2 separate regions of the Mus musculus genome follow, and region 2 is linked to region 1. The links are chromatin contacts, called in public Hi-C maps. All regions are on one chromosome and are shown on one strand. Each heading gives the region's core, a stretch centred on a gene start, on an enhancer-like site or on the middle of the called end of the contact. The rest is flanking DNA. Distances are from core to core; before and after follow the strand shown.

Region 1 (7,215 bases), core at 1,196-3,695:
ACTCCCACTTCATGGCCCTGGCGTTCCCCTGTACTGGGGCATATAAAGTTTGCAAGACCTAGGGGCCTCTCTTCCTAATGATGACTGACTAGGCCATCTTCTGCTACATATGAAGCTAGAGACACGAGCTCTGGGGGTACTGATTAGTTCATATTGTTGTTCCACCTATAGGGTTGCAGACCCCTTCAGCTCCTTGGGTGCTTTCTCTAGCTTCTCCAATGGGGGCCCTGTGTTCCGTCCTATAGATGACTGTGAGCATCCACTTCTGTATTTGCCAGGCACTGGCATAGCCTTACACGAGACAGCTATATCAGGGTTCTTTCAGCAAAATCTTGCTGGCATATGCAATAGTGTCTGGGTTTGGTGGCTGATTATGGGAGTCATTCCCGGGTGGCATAGTCTCTGGATGGTCCATCCTTTCGTCTCTAACCTATATTTTAAAGGTGGGAATATGCACCTTTAAACTGGGTCACACCATCTGCTGGCAACCTGTATAAAGGACATGGAAGAAGGAAGTTAGCTCTTTCTCTACCTGTTTGCTCTCCTTCTCACTAGCAAGTCTATTCCTTCACTGACATTACAGCCTACTTTTTCATGATTCTGATGCACACTGAAGACCAGATAGGTGGCTATTGCTGAACTAGCTACACCATAGCTTAGAATACATTCTAATAAATCATATATATATATAGATATATATAAATTCTAAATATATATACATATGTGTGTATACATATATGTGTATATATATACATATGCATATATATATATATATTATATATATTCTATTCTATAAGTTCTGTTCCTCTAGAGAACTCTGAGTAATACATGCCCTATTAGTAAAGTTTAGATAATAACATTCATTTAGGAAGTGAAGAACTTGAACAAAGTCCTTTTCAGCCCTAGTTGGATCCATGTTTCAAACTATATTGCCTCTGTTGTTATCAAAGATGGATGAAGTACAATACCTGAAATCCACACTGTCAAGGGCACTCGGGAAGACAGATGCATGGCACTGCATCCAACCACTAATAATGTTCAAGAGCTGATCAGAGGACATTCACGCACATACCATAACATGTGTAAAGACCCAGAAACAACTAGACACTTATTGGCACCCAGATAACCTCTTTGTTGTCATAATAAAAGAGTCTGTGCACCTCTCATACTCAGCCCTTATCTCAAACATCCTTCAGGGTTATAACCCGCTGATTCAACAGAATAATGAATGGGTCATTACCATAACACACAATATAGCTTCAGAGGCTTCTGGGCACCCCCACTGTAGTGTTCTTCCTGATTCTTGCCCTTTAATTGGAATCACATGGCAGCTGTTTTTCCTGTATGCTCACTTGATTGTCTTGGTACAGCTGGGCAAGCCATGTCAAGTCATCAGAGGATTTTTTTCTACTGGGAAAGATCAGTATTGAGGGGATGAAATACTGGATGTTTCCCATGTCCTTTGTTAAGACATGTTAAACAAGCTTCCTTGAAATCATTTTTCTTCCATTGAGGCCCAGGATGGCTTGTCCTTGTCACATGAACTGATAGCTGTAAATTATTCCACAAGAACAAAGAATTTGCCAGGAACTAGGGAACAAATTAGGAGGCTCAATGTCCAATTGTCACAGTGATTTTGAAGAAATTGTTTCCTATCTTTGACTTCCAACTATTGGTAAATGAAACTTTGAACTAGCTCAGTGACTCCAAAATTGGTCTTGATTAAAAGTTACCCAGGAACACAGAGCACTTCAAAACCAGAAAATTCCAGACACAATCTCTATAAACTCTCTCTGTATGGCTAACCAATCCCACCACGTTATCAATACTTGCCCAGGGCATCCTCACAGGCAGGTCTGGGAACTAGTGCACAGAATGGTTGGTCTTTGGGCTTCCTGGAAACCATATGATCATTTTCTGTCCGTTTCTTTCTTTCTAATTGATATTAATTACATGGTGACATTTGCTTTGATGTGGTTACACACTTGTCATAGTGCATCTATAGAGCCTAACACAAGTCATTTCATCCGTCTAACTCTTTCTCTCATTGGAAAGGGTGAAGGGTTGAATAAGGGCCAATGCCTCATTCAACTCATCCTGTAACACTGTGACCAATGAGAATGGAGAATGGCGAAGGAGCTGAACATCAAAGCAGAAAGCTTGATTTCCAGGAGAGCCCAGTCAGTTCCTAATCGTGCCCATTGCTTTTCCCAGATAATTGTTGCGGATCTTAATTCAAGATTGGAAAGCCACTGGAGAACAATCTAGGGCCCTGGACAGAAGAGCTCCTCAATTTGCATGGTTTAAGTTTCATTTCAACTTCTTGTACTGGAATTCCTTGAATTCTGTTTAAAAATAAAACAAGAGAGGGAAGTTGCATAATCTAAGGGGTTCAAAGACTGACAGATACAACTGCCCAGGGAACTAGAATCCTAGTGCCCATAGTGACTGTCAACATTAGGATACAACTCTTACATCTTACAAGCCTCCTGGCTGTCCTGCCTGTGGGTCATGGTAGCATCCCAAGACCTCACTTGTCCACTTCTAGGAGGCATTCTGTCATTATCCAGCTATAGTTGGCTCTCTTATATAGGCTCGGGGTCTCTCTTCCAATAAATCTATGAATAATTATCTTATCAGGCTATGGGTTACAGTTAGTGTGCTGATCAGTCATCATACCCTATTCTTCAAAGCAAGTTTTGGCATCAGATAATTTAACAGTCACAGTGGGTCCCATTCCTATGCAATAAAACTAAAAGTATTAAATATAAAGAAGTTACGTGCCTTCTCTGACATAGATAATATAACTATCCTGATAGAAAAAAAAAAGATACTCTAAAAGGATACTCTAAAGAGTCCTGCTCTTGGACTATCAGAGTGTTGAAACATTAGATTGCTAGAAAGAGAGAATTCTCCAAGGATCTTATGTGGGCAAAGATCAAGACTGAGATCCTGAGCCCAGCCAGAAGGGGTGGTTGTCTCCTGAGAAAAGTGGTTTGTCGTGTATCAGGTTACCTGCAGACAAGACTGGAGTTAACACAAGAATGACAAGTAGGTTCACATGTTGACCTGGATTGTTCTCTCTATATATCTCTATGAGCTTCTATTTTTATCTAACGTTCATATTAAAACCCCAAAAGTGGGCTTGGCTAGACATCTTTCCAATGATTGAATTGCCCAGTGAGTAAATCTCCTTTTTGTCTGCTTGTCACTATTGATTGTGTTGTTAATTGGACTACCGAGGATGTGTGCCTGTGGTGGTTTGATTGGCTTCGCCCAGGGAGTGGCAGTATTAGAAGGTGTGGCCTTGTTAGAGGAGGTATGTCACTATGGGGGTGGGCTTTGAGACCCTTCTCCTAGCCACATAGGAGACAGTCAACTGTTTGCCTTCAGAACAAGATGTAGAGCTCTCAGCTCTTTCAGCACCATGCCTGCCTGGATGCTGCCATGTTTCTAACCTTAGAATAATGAGCTGGACCTCTGAACCTGAAGCCATCCCCAATTAAATGTTTTCCTTTATAAGAGTTACCTTGGTCGTGGTGTCTCTTCACAGCAATGGAAATTCTAAGACAATGACTGAACTTGATTTATTAGAGGGCTGTCAAGGTCCAGGCTCTGATCCTAATTTCAGTAAGAAATTTAACCTGATTTCCTAGTAACTGAATCCAGACTTTGATCCCTTTGGTATTCTGTTTCTCTCATAGCTGATAAAAATTGCTTCTTTGCAAATACCCAGGGTCTTGAATACTATTCAATTCAGGAGTGGCAACTACATAGGCAGTACCATTGTCTGCTGCTGTGCCCACAACAGACCTAAACGTGTCTGTCAATCACAGCATCCTATTCATTAACTCAAGTTAAAACTTAATTGCTGTTTGTCTCTTCATTTTTCTACAGCACCTTCTGGCCATCCTCTACCAGACTCTAAGGCTGACACATACTTGATAACTCTCTGTCATCACTAAACTTGTCAGAATGTTATCCTTTATATCAAAGTTAAAAAGACTACCTCAGGCATACTGGGAAAGTTATTGGCTAAATTATGACTAATCTCAAGTTGCTTAACAAAGACTCCTTTTTCATCTCGCCAGCCCTTTCTTTCCCTGTAGCTATGCTTCTCATACTTATTAATGCTGCTTGCTTATGGCAGCTCAGAAGAGACTAGTGAAGCTCTGGTGGCATTATGGAAGACAGCGACTTGATTTCTAAGTAAAAAACATACATAAATCTGTTTGGTAAGCCAACACACCTCCGCAGAATCAGACCCACAGGACACATGTGGCATCTCCACAGACTAGAAGGCAGTTTGCTATAACATCCCCAGTTCCTCTCTGGCTAGAAGAATTACTGGTTATGTTCCTGTGGTAAGGCTGCAGGGATGGATTAGCAGTTAAGGGCAAGTACAGTTATATAGGAGATATATGATGTTGTATAGGATCTGAATTCAGTTCCTGATACACACTCCAGCTCCAGAGGATACAACATCCTCTTCTCATCTCCTTGGGCACCTGTACACATTTTTGCATACACACTTGGAGATTTAATTTAAATAAATAAATTTGTATCTTAAATGAGCAAATAAAATCTATGCAAATTATCTGTACTTTTGATCAGAGTATAATTGACATGTGGAGAGGTGCAGGTATTTTAAGACACCATTCTGTGCATTTCACATGCATAAACAACTGATCTCACCATCACTCAGGTCACAACATAATTACAAATAATCCTTCTGATAAGGCTGATACAACCTCATCGTTACTACCTCTACTTAATTGGAGAGCTGGGACATTAATACATCAAAATTCAGAATAATTCAGGTTCTTTTCTATCAGTGCCTACAACAGAAACCACTAATATGACCTCTATTATCATAGGTTAACTTCACCTTTTAACTAATAAATGTCTTCTTCACAGCTGCCCAACATTCTAAAGACTAATTGACTCATATTTTAGTGTCGGGGCAAGCTTTCCAACAACGTAATCATCTGAATAAAAGGTTTTTACAATATCCACACATTTGATTTATTAATCCCTTAGCTGTGGAATTAAATGGAGACATGAATGATAATGTTGTATCAGCTTTGTCGTGCATACTATTTGTAACGGTAAAAAGATAATCTTGTAATTCCTGTCTATGGAAAATGAATAAATTAATTACTGTGCTGATGTATATAGACCTTTATGGAGCATTTAAAGTTCAAGATTATTGAAGCATACTTAATGGTTTGTCAGAAGTCTTAACATGCCAACTGAGAATATGAGATCTCAGATCAGAAATTACTCAAAATGCAAGAGCCGTGGCAGGGAAATGTGGTAAAATGAACTTCGTTGCTGTTGAAAAGTTCTGCTTGGTGAAAGGCATTGTTAAAAGGAAACTCCACAGACTGGAAGGAGGCATTTGTGATGCACAGTCTAAGAAAGAAAGTCAATCCAAAGTATTCTTGTGCCAATCAGTAAAAAAAAAAAAAAAAAAAAAGAAAAGACAGAGTCCATGTTAAACATGGTGAATGATTTGCATAGATGCTCTACTAAGGAACATAGGAAAGGAAAACAACATATGATATGATTTCCTGTGACTTCCAACTTCTCTACTTGGAAAGAAGTTGGAAGGACCACTCCTGTCTAACAAGAGAAAAATTGTTGAATCAACTGAAGACTGCCAGTTCTTAGATATGCCAGAACTCTTCAAGGTAACCAGAACAGGGATGGACACAAAACCACAGCTTGCCAGAAGCAAGAGTCAACGAGCCAAAACAACATGTTAGGAGACTGAGCCTCAGCTAGCAAACTGCTAGGTCTTACAAATGGAACTGTACAGGAGCTAATTCCCCACCAGATGAAGAAGTGAGTCCCAACCCTCTCACAAACTTTATGTCTAGGGGCTCTAGAAATCACACAAATATTCTTTCATGGTTCTAGCAGAGACAGAGGACAATGTTCATTTCAAAATATATTCAGAAGAAATGCTGCCATTCCGAAGAAAAGATAGTTCTAGATGATTCTATGCACTCTGCTCAGAAAAAATTGTAATCATTAGTTTGGCTCAAATGTGAATCCTGCAAATTATAGTAATGACGGTCCTGACACCATATCCCCACACCTGTATAGTAGTAGTGTGGATATTATGGAGGTAACCAACCTCTTTCTAAGTGGATTTAAAATCTTCTCCAAAAGACAGAACTTATGCCTGGCACTGTTAAAAAGGGACAAAACCCTGAGACTAGGTAAGTCATAAACCCTAGAGTAGAACTTGCTTCTAAGTAGACATAGAATTTAATCAACTTCTAAAGACTGATCCTTATACCCATAGACGCTCATACCTCTGAACTCTAACTAGGGAAGCTTCTCTTTGCAGCAGATGCTATGTTGCAGGATATTTGATCACACTGTAAACCCCAAGATTGTGTTACTTACTGATAATATCTGTTTCTAGCTGTGATATGGCTTAGCCCTTTGCACATACCTTTAATCCCTGTGATTGGAATATAAATATGCTTTTAGCACATACCTTTAACCCCAAACTATGAAGAGAATGCTAGTTTGTAGAAAGAAGCATCCATATTTGACAGTGATGTCTAATTGAATGTCAGACAAAGTGATGAATCAGAAAAAGAGTTGACTGACTAGGATCTGTTCAACTCTCACAAGGAGAGGGAGAAGAAAGGGAAGCTACTTAAGAGAACAGTGCAGAGAGAGGGGGAGGGGAAGGCAGTTTTACCAAGACAGTTGTACAAAGATAGATTATATAGAGAGAACTAGCTAGACACTTGTAAAGGCAGAAAAAGCCAAAAATTAGAAGGAACCAGAAGATTAGAACAAATTATCAGAGTTAGTTTGAGGTCAAGTAGAGCAATTCAGAAGCTGACATAGAAGCCAGATTAAATCAGTCAGCTTGGAGAGGACTTTGAGCAAGAGCAGCTAAGTTGAATCAGCCAGCCAGAGTCCAGAAAAAAAGGAGACTAGGAAGGGGTGAGCTTATTCAGCAGCAAGTCTAAGACACTAAAAACTTTCTAGGTCTAGATTAGATTGTATGGAGGCTAGCAGCTTCCAGGACTATGCCTAGGATAACAGACAGAGATGGTAGGTCTTGGAGATGACAATTATATCAGGCAAATAGAAGTCACACTTACAATATTAATTAACACAAAACCCCCTGTGGTGGTTTGAATATGATTGGCCCAGGGAGGGACACTATTTGGAGATGTGGTCTTG
Region 2 (7,441 bases), core at 3,968-6,467, 92 kb after region 1:
TACTTGCCAGCACATCTGTTGGAACCTACTTCTTCAGGATCCCAGCTTATACAGAAGACCAGCTGAAACTACTAGGATTGTAGAACTGAGCAACTAGATTCTTGGACTTTCCTCACAGCTGCCCATTGTTTGGTTAGTTAGACTGCAGACTGTAAGCCATTACAATAAATTTCCTTAATATATAGACATTCCATAAGTTCTGTGACTCTAGGGAACCCTTACTAATACACTGTCCTGTGTAAGCTTTGCCTCAGAACATAGATGCCAGATGGCCTGGAGCCTGAGGCTGGGGAGATAATGTCAAAGTCTCCACATTCTTGTAGTACAGAAGTGCCCAGGAGAGGCTTGGCAACTTCCCACAAGTGCCCTGCCCTCTAGTGGCTGCAGTCTCTTCACATCCTGGCATTCATCAGCTACCAGGTAGATTTTTGCTGAGTCACACAGCAGAGAAACAGCTGCCTCTAGAGGTCCCCCTTTCCCACACACCACGTTGGTGAGCCAGGCAGAGAGAAAGAGTGAGTGAACCGGTTCCAGGGGTCTTCTAATTGCAGCTCTCCACCATCAGCAGCATCCAATGCTCTTTAGCCGGTGAGCTCTGTGCCTACCTCAGGCAAAGGTCCCAGACACCGTGCCACACCCGGACCAAAGCCTCACCCTCCAGGACCTTCGCTCTACTGCTCATACTTAGAGCCTGCAAGACTATTCAAGGTAGCAATTTTGCTCTCCTCTCAGCCTTACCATCTACACTCTGGAATAACTTGACTGTTTTTCATACAAAACACATCATGCCTTCGGTGATACTGCATTTGAATTCTCAGTGGTTTGGGTTGTATTTTGAATACTAATAATCTATTTTTATTGTGTCTTTATGGTGCTGGACTTTCAACATTGTGGTTTGTGCATGCTGAACAAATGTTCAGCCATCAAATTGCACCCTCAGCTCCACTGATTTTATTTATTTATTTTTCTTTCATGTGCACTGGTGTTTTGCCTGCATATGCCTGTGTGATGGTGTTGGATCCTCTGGAACTGGAGTTACAGACAGTTGTGAGCTGCCATGTGAATGCTGGGAATCGAACCTGAGTCCTCTGGAAGAGCATGTGGTGCTCTTAACCACTAAACCATCTCTACAAGCCTCCCAGCCCTGATTTTTTTTTTTAAGCAAAGTCTAAAGAAAGTTGGTTCTTGACCACATGAACCCCAGGCCCTGCCTGCCCTTTGTAACCTGAGTAGGTTTCTATCCAGCTTGCAGGGTTGAACTGTGTCCCTGCAGGAAAGGTAGAAGGACACTGTGTCCCAGGGATTGGCCTACATTATGAGGGTGAGATTTCGAAGCAGGCAAATAGGAGGATGGGCACAATAGGAGGACCCCTGGTGGTTTGCAGAAACTGCATTTTCTTCAGGGATAGCTCTTGGCCATTAGAGGGTCAGGAGGGTCGTGGAATATGGAGGAAGGAAAATGATCTTCAGAGTCTAACTGTTGGCTGGCTTGGGCTCTTGTGAGTGCCCAGAACAGTGCCTCTAATGCCTACTTCTCTGGCTTACGATCCTTGCTTCATACCAGGCTTCTGCCATCTGCTACTCCTTTCCCTAGAGCCTCCCACTTATGCCCAAAGGCTCTTTCCTGGGTCTGCTACACACCTCTAAGCCTTTTCATGCCTTCCCCTGGCCTGGCTCTTTGGCCCTAACATTCTGTGTCCTTCTCCAACCCCGATCACTTACTTCATTTATAAAACAAGGTTGGCAACATCTTACAGGCAAATGAACACAAAGATCCCTTCCAGCTAACAATAGGCTAGCATTGCCACTCCCAAGTACTTTGGGCAGGGCAGGCAAGAAGAAGGGCTCTCATCTCAATGTGAACCCTGCTCTGGGACAGTTGGTTATTCTACAGTGGCTCCTTTGGCTACTAAAGACCATTGCACAGCCGGGATCAAAACTTATCCTATACAGTGGTTCCCACAGCACCAGCTCAACTTTCCAGCCCGTGTTCCCACCCCAGTGCCAATCAAGTCTGAATTCTGAAATCGTCATGGAGTCCAAGAAACAGAGGCAGCGGGAGTTGAAGATTCCATATTTTAAACAGATAAAGAACCATAACATAGCTTATCACATGACTGAGGTCTGTGAGCCTGCAGCAGTAGGGGTGGCGGCAGTGGGAGGGTGGAGGACTGAGGGAAACTGCAGTCTCTGGTGCTGGGATGGGAAGGTGGCTCATCTTCACCCCGGTTAGCAGGGGTTCACCTTCTTCAGGTGATTTTGAACCCACGTTTTGTTAGTTGAGGCGCAGCTTTCTCTACCTTTGTTCAGCCTGAATCTGTGAACAGAAGACACGGACAAGGACCTTGGTCACTCACTGGAATCTGTAACAGTCTTCTCTGCTTCTGTGAGACCAGGGACCCCTGAACTCCTGACTCTGTAAATGAAGAAATTTTACAAGATCTGAAGCTGGCGTGCCTGTGTTACATTGGAAGCTTATTAATGGGGACCCCTGAAGCCTACCGTGGAGACTAGAATTCCCTTTGTGGTACAGAGCACAGGAGCTGGCGGACAGTCTGATGTGTAGCTAGGACGAAACGTCCCAATCCTAGAACAACTCCTTGCTCCAGGTTTGAATATTTGTGTGTCTGCCTGGGGCCTACTGTGTGTGTGTGTGTGTGTGTGTGTGTGTGTGTGTGTGTGTGTGTTTGTAGGGTCTGAGATGTGTGGGGTATGTGTGTGTGTTAGTGTGGTATGTGTGTTTCTGTGATATAGGGGGTGTATGTGGGGATGTATGTGGGGGGTGTGGTATGTGTGTTTGTGTAGTGGGTGGTGTGTGTTTGTGTGGTGTGTGTGATATGTATATGTGGTGTGTGTGTTTGTATAGTGTGTGTGTGTGTGTGTGTGTGTGTGTGTGTGTGTGTGTGTGTGTGTGTGTTTCATGGTATATAGACATGTGTGGTGGCCAGGGGTCGGTGGTTATGAAATCTTCCTTAGTGGATTGTTTGTCCTACATTTCGAGGTAAGATCTCCCACAGAACTTTGTTAGGGCCAGCAAGCACACAGGCTATGCCTGCCTCTGCCTCATCTAGCACTGGGGTTACAAACTCACACCATCCTGCTGGGAATATGAACTCAAATCACCGTGTTTGAGCAGCCAAACTACCCACTGAGCCAACGCTCCAGCCTTGTCTGTTGTGCTTTTATTAAACATTTCTTCCTGGCTATATAGCTTGGGATCTAATCATAGGCACTTTGGGGTTCAAGCAAATAAATCAGGACCCCCCCCCCCTTCCTGGGAAGCCCCACGCCCCCTAGTGTCACTCTACACCTTAGATTGCCTGGTTGGGTTTAGACTCCCTTTTCTTGTGGAACAGCGCCATCTAGTGTGTACTATTCTCAATTCCGTCAATATTATCTCTCCCCTGGCTAGTGGCTCACTCACACCACAGCTGGGGGATCAGGACAGGAGGAGCCCATCTTTCTGTAACACTGGATAAACTTCAGGGGAAGCTCTTTCTTCAAGGTGTTCAAGCAGCAGCTATTGGAGACCGTAAGCACTAGAAGAAAAGCACAAAAAAAGACCATTCATTAGCAACCATAGCCTCTCACCCACAACAGAATTAAAAAGCAAAACCAGCCAAGTCCTTCCTAGGACAGACTCAAGCATGGAGACCACATCCCGAGGGCTGCAGTGCAGCTCTGTCTCAGCAGCAACACATTTCTAGGATGGAGACAACAATCATAAGACTGGGGAGGGGCGTCAGATGTGAGCACCCTACAAACCAGCAGGTGGTGGGGACAGAAACCACAAGCCTGCCTGAGCCATGGCTCAGCACACACTCCTGCACATACGGTGAGACTCTTCCTACCACATATACAAACCCCTTCAGTCCCAGTCTCCCAGCACAAGTGCGTGGCTCTGTGTACTGTGCTAGTACTTAAGCTCGGGGCTCTGGCCTCACATCCTAGAGGACCTGTTATCCCATCGCATGCAGGACATTGTAGTTCTTGGTTCACAGACATGGGGCTGGGTGAGGAACTCCACAAGGGCTCAGAAGGAAAAGGGGGTATTCCCAAAAAGTGGCTGGTCCACTCGCCCACACAATCTTCCACATTCCCATCCTTGGCCCTCCCCTCTTTCAGGGACCAGTAACCCCCAGTCTGCTGATTTGTACGCTCTCCTCCCACATCCCACCTTCAACATCCCTGTGTTCTAACCCTGGATCCTTCCTGTCTCGCTGTTCACAGAAACTTGCAGGTCCCCTGACCTCAGGTTGGTATTTTCCGAACAATCTAGAACATGGATTCCAGTTTATCCATACAGAAAACATCTTTAAGAGATATAATAGTTATCTGGCTGTTCACTCCTGTGGTCCTTCCTTCAGCCCCTGCCTGTCATCTGTCACACTGGAAATCAGTCTTAGTCCCTCCTCTGGACTTCAGGGATCCTAATTTGTTTTAAACAACCCCATAGGCCCTTCCAGTTGTCTGTAGGGTGAGGATCAAAATTATCTTCCACACACTAAAGCCACTTCATCTAGAAGGAGGAGGATGAAGAGGAGGAGGAGGAGGAGGAGGAGGAGAAAGGAGAAAGGAGAAAGGAGAAAGGAGAAGGGAGAAGGGAGAAGGGAGAAAGGAGGATGAGGAGGAAGAGAAAGGAGAAGGGAGAAAGGAGGAGAAGGAGAAGGAGAAGGAGAAGGAGAAGGAGAAGGAGAAGGAGAAGGAGAAGGAGAAGGAGAAGGAGAAGGAGAAGGAGAAGGAGAAGCTCCTCCCAGAACAGGGCCAGTCTTGGAACCCCATCAAGAGGATGCTGGCCCAGGTCTGTCTCTGCAGCCACCTAGTTCTAGGATTAGCAAAAGAATCAGAGGAATGGGTTTCAGGTCTGAGCTCCCCACCACGAAGTAGATGTGTGCTCCCAGTCCATAACCTTCCTCCACGCCCAGCGTCCCTATCCCATTACTGCCCGCCATTCATCTCCAGATAGGGACAGAAATGAAGCCAATGATGTCTAGGTAAGCTCTGTTCCCAGCCCAGAGTGCCTGCCTATACATCTCCCCTCCCTGGGCCCAAGCACTAGGACCCCATTACTCACTGCTCTTGCTGTCAACATCCTGTATCCACACGGCAGCCAGCAGCAGGCACATCAGTGCCATGGCAGTGGGTTTCATGGTGATAAGTTTCTGTCTCAAGCCTCTCTAGAGCAACCGCCGAATGTCTGGTGGAGCCAAGAACTCTCTCCTGCCTCACCCTGTACTGAGCTTTTATCAGAAGGCCCGGGGTGCTTTCCCAGACCATGGAGAAGAGGTGGGAGTCCCAGGGAAAAGGAACTCATACCCAATGGCCACATGGAAAACTCCTTTTCTCACCTCTCCTGGGAGGAGGGGGGCGTATTCGAGGTATGTTTGGGTGCCTAGTGGCCTTGGGAACTTCCCCAAGTGCAGAAGCAGATACCAATCTTTACGTTCTTGACAAAATACGTGGGAGCTGTCCTGGCTGAGTGGAAAGTCAAAAAAGGTGAGAGAGAGAGAGGAAGTGGCCCGTACACAGCTTGTCTAACCCACATCATTCCATTCAAAGCAGCTACAGGCCTTGGAGAAGGACAGAGCAGAGAAGGTACAATCTGCATCAAATGGAGCTTGTGTCTGGGTTCTGGCTCTGCCAATCAGCCATTGCACAAACTTCTCTAAGCTGCACATCCCTACAAAATGGAACTAGTAACACATCTCAAATCCGGGTGGTAAGAATGAAATGCAGAGCTGGGGAGATGGCTCAGTCAGCAAAGTACCTGCTACACAAGTGTGAGGACCAGAGTTTGATTCCCAGAACCCGCATACAGAGCAGGGGTAGTGGAATGATCTTGTAACCCCAGAGCTGGAGAGGCTGACCGGCTGATCCCTGGAGCTGCCTGGTTTGCCCGCTGAGCCTAGTTGGAGACCTCCAGGCCAGGGAGAGAACTTATCTCAAAAAGCAAAGTCGTTCACATGCACATAGACACATGTATGCACACCTACATACATGTACACACACACACACACACACATACACACACATACCACAGGTTGATCCTGTCTGTCTAACGTTTGGCCAACACATTTGCTATTAGTTTTATTTCTTTGTTCCCCAGCCCTTTCACAGCTTACTCTGATCCAGACCCTTGCTTGGTTACCCTTGGGACAATTGCCAATGGGGGCAAAGCCTGACCTGAGCCATCTTGCTTCAACCTATAGACAAGCCATGGAGAGCCATCCAACACAACAACGGCTCATTCAAGACAGATCTGTCATGTGGGGGGCACAGGAGAATGTTGGGGACACCCAGGGACTTCAGAGGACCCTTTCCAGACAGTGTTCTATAAGTACCATGTCCTGCAGGCTGCTGTGAAGACAGCACGTCAGGCAGGGGAAGGAGTCTGGAAAAGCCAAGTACAGAGGAACACCCTTCACTCAGCATCATGGAGAAAGCTAGAGCATGGGATGTAGATGCAGATGGGGTTGTGCAGCCAGATAAAAACAGTATATGCAGTGGGCAGTACTTGGGATAAGCAGCTCATAGGAGGCCCTCAAGAAAAAGCAGCTAAGCTTTCTGGCATTGGCATCATGGGGCCTATACACAGTGGGTTGGCTATGCTAACCTATGTTGACCTTAGCCTGTGCAACTGAAAAACCTTCAGTGTTTGTTGCCAACTGAGTGTAACTACTAGATAGTTAGAACTCTTCCCAAATAGTCAAGCTTCAGTCATCCATTTTGCTCTCCTATATCCACCATCTCATCCTTACTGTAACATCGACCTGACCACCTTCCCAGCCAACTCCCTCTGTGCCCAATCTGCTCATTTCAAACACCCTTCCTCCAATAAAAGTCATTTGCCAACCCCTGCGGGCAAATCTCAGCCTCCTTTAAGCCCCTGTGCCTGGATGGCAATCGGAAGTCCTTGTCTTCCCGCATCTCTCCACTGAGGCTCGCTCCGTGCTACCGTGGCATGTCTGAGCTGAATGAGCTTTTCAAGACCTTTGGCAGTGATGACTCTTGGCACTCCTGAGGGAGCTTTGTCGAAACTGGGAATATCTTGGCTCCATTTCAGAGTCAGAATCAAAACTCAAGTGCCTGTACTTGTGAGGAGAAAACTCCAGGCAATTGTCAAAGCACCAAGAGATAAAATCTCCACAGTATGGAGGGTGGGAGGGTGACTTTCACGAGGAGGGAAGTCTTGGGCTTGATGCTATATTGAGAATGGGGGTGGCATAGGAGGCAGAGACTCGAGCCCTGGGTATCTAAGAATAAGATCAGCTCATGATCTTTACACAGCTGGACCCATGCCAGTCAGACCCCTACTGCTTCCTGCCACCCACAAAGTCATTAAAATTACTACCCCATTGCTGCCTCTCTATGTCCTTGTCTTTGGAGGCTGATGTGTTCTGGTCCTTTACCCCCGGGGTCTTGGGAAAGGGGAGATGTGAGT

The links. Hi-C and Micro-C count contacts between places; a contact is called where the count stands out from the background.
Region 2: a contact with region 1 is called in a Hi-C map of bone marrow-derived macrophages, with 47 read pairs. The contact joins the promoter of Ccl1 here to the enhancer-like site in region 1. A contact is called at or near these places in 1 of 39 promoter capture datasets (3T3-L1-derived adipocytes), 5 of 15 datasets of contacts at CTCF or cohesin (CD8 T cells, the NIH/3T3 cell line, hippocampal excitatory neurons and 1 more), 21 of 484 Hi-C or Micro-C datasets (the AML12 cell line, the BV-2 cell line, the C2C12 cell line and 15 more), 5 of 115 datasets of contacts at active chromatin or transcription factors (the NIH/3T3 cell line, bone marrow-derived dendritic cells, bone marrow-derived macrophages and 2 more) and 3 of 9 other capture datasets (adipose tissue, bone marrow-derived macrophages and embryonic stem cells).

Annotation. Positions count from the first base shown.
Region 1 is chr11:82,085,771-82,092,985 of GRCm38.p6, forward strand. No RefSeq gene overlaps it. Among named protein-coding and RNA genes, the nearest start is that of Ccl12, 12 kb to the right of the region's middle. Within about 2 kb of position 2,446, at least 6 of the 459 cell types and tissues checked have an H3K27ac peak or open chromatin away from gene starts, as enhancers often do. A contact at or near this core is called in bone marrow-derived macrophages and granulocyte-monocyte progenitors, where this site is marked.
Region 2 is chr11:82,174,595-82,182,035 of GRCm38.p6, forward strand. Ccl1 (chemokine (C-C motif) ligand 1) reads right to left here and starts at 5,218. Exons shown (of 3, transcript NM_011329.3): 1 at 5,075-5,218; 2 at 3,425-3,539; 3 at 2,072-2,317. The coding sequence starts at 5,150. The coding sequence ends at 2,230.